Linked DNA regions of Zea mays: regions 1 and 3 are each linked to region 2. A link is a contact called in public Hi-C data. All regions are on one chromosome and are shown on one strand. The core of a region is the stretch at or near the end of the contact, and the rest is flanking DNA. Distances in the headings are between cores, read along the strand shown.

Evidence for each region. Hi-C and Micro-C count contacts between places; a contact is called where the count stands out from the background.
Region 1: a Hi-C map of tassel shows a contact between it and region 2, with 2.3 times the contacts expected there. The contact joins the promoter of LOC103640902 here to the promoter of LOC100285386 in region 2. A contact is called at or near these places in 2 of 25 Hi-C or Micro-C datasets (ear and tassel).
Region 3: a contact with region 2 is called in a Hi-C map of tassel, with 3 times the contacts expected there. The contact joins the promoter of LOC100273413 here to the promoter of LOC100285386 in region 2. A contact is called at or near these places in 2 of 25 Hi-C or Micro-C datasets (ear and tassel).

What each region holds. Positions count from the first base shown.
Region 1 is chr10:17,040,775-17,043,474 of Zm-B73-REFERENCE-NAM-5.0, forward strand. LOC103640902 reads right to left here and starts at 1,306. Exons shown (of 8, transcript XM_020545561.3): 1 at 1,181-1,306; 2 at 957-1,022; 3 at 291-401. The coding sequence starts at 386.
Region 2 is chr10:17,509,217-17,511,916 of Zm-B73-REFERENCE-NAM-5.0, forward strand. It overlaps LOC100285386 (cyclin-A2), which reads left to right and starts at 1,448. Exons shown (of 12, transcript NR_182157.1): 1 at 1,448-1,675.
Region 3 is chr10:17,195,855-17,198,554 of Zm-B73-REFERENCE-NAM-5.0, forward strand. It overlaps LOC100273413 (Nitrilase-like protein 2), which reads left to right and starts at 1,374. Exons shown (of 9, transcript NM_001147850.1): 1 at 1,374-1,569; 2 at 2,356-2,492. The coding sequence starts at 1,462.

The sequences.
Region 1 (2,700 bases), core at 56-2,555, 470 kb before region 2:
GGACATTCGGCTAATGGATCAAAGTCAGGCACGCCCAATTCAATCACGTCTAGACCACACACATCAAGGATCCTGCGTGCTTTTGCTGTGGTGGCCAAGTCACGGTCATTGGCAGTGATGAAGGGGACGAAGGCAGTCTATAGATTTTCAGATAACAGTGAGCTCAAATGAAACAAGCGTATCTTGACATATCAATCTGGAAACAAGCAAAGGGCAAGAGCTTACTTGTAGTGGCTTGAGTGTTTATGCTATAAGTATTACGATATATACCTCATCTAAGAATATATTACCTCCTTCAGGAAGATCATTTGCAAGATAAAAAATAGATCCCAATAGACGCTCGCTTTCACCATAATATTTTGACATAACAACTTTAAGTGGCACATATAGTAGTGGAATTCCTGAATATAAGAATGAGCAGATAAAATTCCACTAAAAAGTTAATTGACGTCAGCTACAAATTTGCTAAAAGATAAGCTAACGTACATGTGATGGAAACCACAAATAATAATGCATTAGAAAAAATTAAGCTAACCTGCATTTGATGACCAAAGTAGGACCATTCGCCTAGCAACCACGGTTTAAGCATGTATTTTATTGGAAAAGGATAATTTACATATTGTTGTTTAGATGCTTAGCCTGAAAGAGGTGCAGTAGAACCTAGACCGTTATGTTTTTCCACTTGATACCCTAGTCATTTTCCCCCTATAAAAACCATATATATGTGTGAAGATGTGGAGGACGCAAGGTAATATCTAATTTACAACATACCATCTAGGAGCACTACCATACAGAACTCATGGAAGAATTCTACCATTCTTGTAACTTTCGTTGCACATGCCTACTCTAACCAACATTAATACGTATAGAAATCAACATTATGGGAGAGTGATTCTGTAGAATGAGACAAACAACGCATCTACGCAAATATGAGAGGGGCATGCTTAGTTCCTTACAATCAGAGCTGGAGCGAACTCCGATCCACTGCCACAGCACGGCTGGATGAGGTCACGACAGCAGATCTGAAAGGATTATGAACAGGTGAGCGAAGGGTAGCAGCGTCGGGTGCAGACGTAGGCAAAGAACGACAACGAGCAAGCGATGAAGAGGCGAAGGTCCGCGGTTGCGACTGGGTCGCCACTATTACCAATCTTCGTGTAAGCGCACACGGGATTCTTACCGGAGAGTGGTTGCGGACGTCATGAAGGTTCACACCGGAGGGCGGGTGTGTAGGGAGCGGGACGACCTGTAGATTGAGCACCAGCGCTGAGAGGGAGAGGAAGATGCGAGCAGGGCGAGGCTGCGGTTACGGGATTGGGGCGTTGGCGGCTGGCGTGAGGGGCTATGCATGCACAACTAGGGTTTGGCGGTTTTGGTCGTGATAGGCTGCTGTTCTGGGCCGCCGAAGGTCGGTTTGGTTGGGCCTGAGATCCGTCGCTGGGCTTGTGTTACGTTGGATTGGAAACAATTGAGATAATATGGTTGAACCATAATATACTATTGGACCAGGGCTTCCTCTAGATATTGAAAGCACAGGGCTCCAAATATACAAACTATATATATATATATGGCAACGTATCCTGTGTAAAAGGTTCTCCTGTGTAAACATGCTAAAACGCCTTAACAACCTTTGGATCCAGAATCAAAGGCTAATTTTAATCCCACCTAACCGCCACCGCACCAGATTACCAGGAGGGGGTTCTTTAGAAAAAACACAAGATTATTAGGTGGGATTAAGATTAGCCTTTGATTCTGGATCCAAAGGTTGTTAAGACGTTTTAGCATGTTTACACAGGAGAACTTTTTACATAGGATATGTTGCCTATATATATATACACTACTCTATATGATGTTAGAGTGGGCGTCCACAGCATTTTTTTGGTGAAGCACGCCATGCCCCCGCCCGACATCAGTGTTCGCGTCCTCTCTCCCGCAATCCCCGCTCTCTCCCACAATCCTCGTCCTCTCTCCCCAGATCGCCGCTCGGCCATCCCACACCATCAGTCGCGTTTATGGCACACTAGCATCCGCCACCAGGAAATCTCGCGTCTATGGCACACCAGCATCCGCCACCACGTGTCGTGTTTCCTATCCCACACCAGCATCCCCCACCACCTCCTCCTCCTCCTCGCCCCACATGCCCCGAGATCTTGCATCCACTCCGTCTATGGAAGGCCCTCACACCATCAGTGGAAAGGGCGCACCTCGGCGCGCCGAGCCATCCTCGGATTCCGCGCCCCATCCTCGGATTCGATGGCAAAATAGGCATCCACAACCGTGTGCCCCCGTCAGGCGAGGTCACGCGTCCGCCCCGCGCCCCCGCCTCACCGCGGTCTCCACGTCCCTCATCCCACCGCGCATGCCTGAGATCTCCGTCATCCCCTCCCCCCTCTCACGCCCGTCCCTCGCCCTCGCCCTCGCTCGATATCTCTGCCGCTGCCCCCTCGCATGTCTATATTTAACGCAGTTGAGTCACGACCTCGTGCCGTTGTCTAGCCCGGTGACTCCCTATACACCCTCGCCCTCTTTCCCTTCCTACTCGGCCACACCTTCCACCCCCGTCGCAACCATCATGCACGCTATCATTGCCGTCGTCCACTGGAGGGGGAAGGTCCCCGCCATCGACGCTATCATCTGATGGATGCGCGATCTACATCATCTTCCCACTCATTGGGTCTCCAATCAGAGTCGTGGTGAATG
Region 2 (2,700 bases), core at 198-2,697:
TTTTTGTACGGTGCACTTGCATCTGTCTCTATTTCACTCTCTCACTTATCTGCTTTTTTATGCTTTTCTTTCGGATATACTATTGAACACATAGATAACCAGACATTTTGTCCAATATTTTGTATTGCGTTGCAACGCACGGACACATAACTAGATGGGCTTCCGAGCAAACTTTCTCCAGACCCAGGGCCGGGCCGGCATAATCTGAGACCCTGTACGTAATTTTAAATTGGGGCTTATATCCTAAGAAAAAATAAAATATAGTAATAATACATATGTTATAATGGTTTACATAGCCATGGAAAAGGAAACGTACCTATTCAATGCTTTGTTGTATCATATTTATTTGAACAACTTCATTCTTTTGGTGTTACTTGAAATGAATTCTTCAATAATACGCTCATATTCAATCTTCTCCAATAATTCACTCTCAAGTGATATCTGGGTCAAATCAGTAAGTCTTTGTTGTAACATTGTAGAGCGCAAATATGACTTCAATAGCTTCAATTTAGAAAAGCTTCATTCTGCTGATGCAACTGTCACTGGAATGGTCAATAGAACTCTATATGCAATACTTGCATTAGGAAAAGAATTATGTCGTTTCAGAAACTTTAGAATTTCCAAAGGTGGCCGTTGGGCTGGGCACTTGGGCAGGGGACAGCCGGACAGGCAGGCGGCTGCTCGCTGCCGTAGCTGTGTAGCGGCAGTGCGTTGGCTGTTGGGCAGGGCCGCAGGCCGGGCACAGGGGACAGCCGGACAGGCAGCGGCGCGATCTGCGACGAGTGCGATAAGAAAACAGAAGAGAAGAGAGAAGACGGAACGTCCAGACTCTAGGAGGCAGGGAGCCAGAGATTAAGGGATTAATGATCTGATGGGCTTCTAATAATATAGTAAAAATAATATTTTATGGGCATCTCTAAATTGGGGGCCCTATTCCATCGTACATGCTGCACATGCATGTGCTCGGGCCTGTCCAGACTCACAAGGAAATATAAGATCCGATCAGATATGTATCTTGCTCATCCTAGCATACCCCCGTTGCAACGCACGGACACACACCTAGTATAGAATAGAAACCAAAATTGCCAGGGTTAAGTTGACCCTGTTTCAAATGATGACGCCAGCCCGCCCTAAGGGCATGTACAGTGGAGAGACACCAAAACGGTTCTCCAAGCATAGTAGACAACTAAGAGACTCTATTGTACAATGGAGTGTCTATAAACGTAGTCTATTAATAAATACAGAATTAAATGTATTTGTATAGCATCAGATCGATAGAACAGACGATAAATTCGTACAGTGGGAAGTGAGACGTCTGTTGTTATTTGGTTTACGAGCCAGAGGCGTCTCTTCACGGAGAGACGACTCTAAGATTTTTTTGCAAATAACCCCCTAAAACACCTTAAGAGCCCCCACATTAAACATCACTGTACATGCCCTAAAACGCCTCTAAAACCCCAACCGTCGACGTTCACTCCTCACCCCCTGCGGCCCTGCTCTTTTGAGCCTCACTCCTCAGTCTTCACGCCGCCGGGGCAGTGCTAAGATCCAGGACACGCGCTGTCCCGCTAGCACCACGCCTCCCCTTGTCATCGTCCTCCTCCCACGTGCTGCTGTGGGGGTGCAGACGGGAGACACATCCGGACCTGATTGATTTCTTCGTTTTGTTCTGCTGGTACGGAAACGGAATTACTGCGGCCACCTTTTTGGATAAATCGTTGGTCCTTTTTTCTGCAATACATTCCCTTGTTCGATGTGAGGGCTTAAATCCGAATCTTGAGTTCTTTCTTATCTCCTTCCCAATCGGCGTACGGCTCATCACACATGCGGTTGATTACGTGTTATGAATTTGGGTACTGCTAGTACTAGTACCATCTCATTTCCCCAAATAATCTTGGGGATTAATGTTAAATCCACCCCCTTTAAAGGTTAGGTTTTGTGACATGAAAGATATGCCCTTTGATTTCTCTTTGAAACAATAAATTTCTCTTTATCAACTTGATCTAGTTAGATGTTGCATGGGCAATTAAACTTATGCTGTGTGGCGAGTTTATTCTATCCCCCCTCTGCATTGTTTTCTCAGACGCTCGGAAACTAAAAGAAATAGAAACCTTTCATGAACAAGTAATCATTATTGTGCCAAGAACACCTGTAATTTCTGGGTATGAGAGGCTTTTTCGCCATAAAAGGAAACATGACCTCGTTTTCACGTTTTGATTCTAGTTCATGTTGGTTCTGCAACCGTGAAATCTTAATTTGTTAGGTTTTTCGTTTTAAGTTGCGATATGACCAATTAATTTGTTGGCATAATGTATTAATGTGGCAGAAGGAATTTGTCAAAGCGCTCATGTGTTTTTTATGCTCTAAGATAATTTATTGTTTTCTGACTTGTTATCTCGTGCCTTCAAATAGTTTTAGGGGGTGTCTGGTTTCTTTAGTTACCCTCCTAAATTATAGAGACTAAACTTTAGTCCCTTGAATTTCTATTTGGAAGGCCTTAGTCATTACCGTTTAGCAGTTTATAGACTAAAAGTGACTAAACTTTAGTCACTTAAGTTTAGGAGGTGATTACCAAACATCCCCTTAGGGTCTATTTATTTGAGATTATAATATGCCTAGAATAGATTATATAATCCACCTTATTTTGAACTAAGTGTTAGTTTAAAATAAGTTAGATTATATAATTTGGACAGATTATAA
Region 3 (2,700 bases), core at 124-2,623, 310 kb before region 2:
AACAGACCGACATGATGTGCATGGGCCAGAGTTGTGGCCCGTGGGCGTTTGGCCCATGTTAGGCCGCCGTTTGGCCATCTATAGGTGTGCAACGAATTAATTTAAAATAATTGTGAGGAGTTATTTATAAAAAGATGACGTGAGACGACCGTTGAAACTAATATTTTAAGTATTCTACAGATATAGAAAATGCTTTCAAACATGTCCTCCCGTGCTTCTTTCATCAGGGCATGTGTTCGAACCTCACCTCTTGCACTATTTTTAACATTTTACGCTGATTTAATCAAATAGGCCGACGGGCTAATGGGTTGGCCCGGCACAGTCAACAGGCCGGCATGACGTGCATGGGCCAGAGTTGTGGCCCGTGGGCGTTTGGCCCATGCCAGGCCGCCGTTTGGCCATCTATAGGTGTGCAACGAATTAATTTGAAATAATTATGAGGAGTTATTTTATAAAAAGATGACGTGAGACGACCGTTGAAACTAATATTTTAAGTATAGTATAGATATAGAAAATGCTTTCAAACATGTCTTAAGAGCAACTCCAATAGTTCTCTAAAAGACTCACTAAATCAACAATTTAAGTAACTAAACTAAAAATTCCTCTCCAACGGTTCTCTAAATGAATTTCATAAATTTAGCTACTCTTCATCTAACATTATTTTCTCTCTACATTTAGCAACCATTTACCAACTCCCTAAACAAAAAAATTGACGGTAATTTTTGTATTTCGCTGCCTTTTTCACTTTGTAGTAACGATATATTAACAGAGCCCATGCGTTGGACAACGACAGTCAGCTAGAGATTAAATAATTGTCAATACAATAGCCGCATGTGCACATGTTAGAAATAAATAAATAAACAATTGCAACCGTAAACCAAAAGGTCAACACAACTCACCAAGTTGAATATGCCATCGATGATGGTCCCACTCAAATGGGTGTCATGTTAAATTTTAACATATTTAGAAAGTAATATATAGAGAACTGTTGGAGGAGATAAGTTTATTTGTTTTCTATATTATTTAAGAACTTGCTAAATCTAAGATTTAGATAGTAAATAAAAGTATACATAACTATTCGAGCTATTCGAGTTGCTTTAAGAGGCCGATGAATGCCCTGTTTTCAAGGGACCACGCGGTGTATCAACCGGCGAGCAGCGGCGCCGTGTGACGAGCTCTCGTCCAACTGGCTGGTGGGCTCTTCAGTGCAACGCATCGCATGTGGTCTTCTCACATCCAACGGTGGCAAGCATAGAATGCCGCTCTGATCCAACGGCTAGCAAGCGTTGACGTGTGAGCTCCGCCGGTACGCGCACCAGATCGAGTGTACCCGTGCACGAGGCGCCGGCCTGGAGTCGCGGTCGCTGCCGCATGGCCCTGGCCTCCCTCGCGGCCTCGCTCCCAGTCGCCGCCACCGCCGCCGCGGTGAGATTCCCATTCCGTTTCCGCATCGGTCGCGCCATGGCCTCCGCCGCCGCAGGGGCCTCGCCGGCGAGGGTGGCCGTGGTACAGATGACCTCCGTGGGGGACGTCGACGCCAACTACGCCACCTGCTCCCGCCTCACCAAGGCAAGCCCTCCTCTAGTCTCCCCGTCCCCTATCCTAGATCCTAGATAGGCCGCCGCCGCTAACAGGGCTAGCGCTGGTGGGACCGCTGCCGCGCCGTCCCGGGCGTAGGTCTGGTCTGCAACTGATGATTAAGTATCTCTGTGGTGATGCAGAGCAGGCCTTGGTCCTGCACCTGGTTGTTCACTTGTTTGTGTTAACATAGCAGTTTTGTATTTTGGATGGTGGGAATTGTGATGTCGGAAACACAATTTGTTCACCACTGATGCAGCCTATAGTGAAAGAGGATAAATGAATGCTACATTTGATACTCTCATGCGGGATATGCAAAATTTCCTTCAAATTATAAACATGAACACGAAGACGAGTACTTGTCGATGAATCTTGCTGGTTAGAACGTTATGCTGCTTTTACTGTGTCAACCATAGTTTGATTGAGCACACATGCATGGCGTCCGAAGATAAGCACAATTGTCAATGTCATACTTCAACAGCGTGGTGCAACCAGCTTTTTTTGGTGGTAGAAGGACAGCTAATCAACCTGCAAAAGATGGAGCCATACACAATGTTGTGTTTCTGATATTGACAGACCTGTTGGCAATACGGCTGACAGTTCTTAGTCCTTAGGACATGAGTAGCCTCATTGTACTGCACATATTTATACCTTACTGTATTTTCAATATGGTTTTCTTAAGTCGTTGTGTTGCTTCTATTGCTCCAGGTTTTGATATATGAATAATGCTGAGTAGACAGACTAACATGGAAGCTTATATAATCTGTTTTTATTTAGGAAGCAGCTGCTTCTGGAGTGAAATTTCTTTGCTTCCCTGAGGTCTTCTCATTCATTGGATCCAAGGATGGCGAGGCTATGAAGCTAGCTGAACCATTAGATGGGCCAATAATGCAGAGATACTGCTCACTTGCAAAGTTAGTGAGAACAAAAATGTCGCTTTTCTTTTAATATTTCACACCTGTGCCATCTCAATGTGCATAGGCTACACATTGTCATTTAGTTTCCCAAAATGCTCCTGTATTCTTGGAATCTATGTTCTTGTTGTCTAACTTGAATTTTGTCACCTCACATAAGTATCTTCTTTTTTCATCTGTACATGTTGTGCTCCCTTGTTCATCTGTT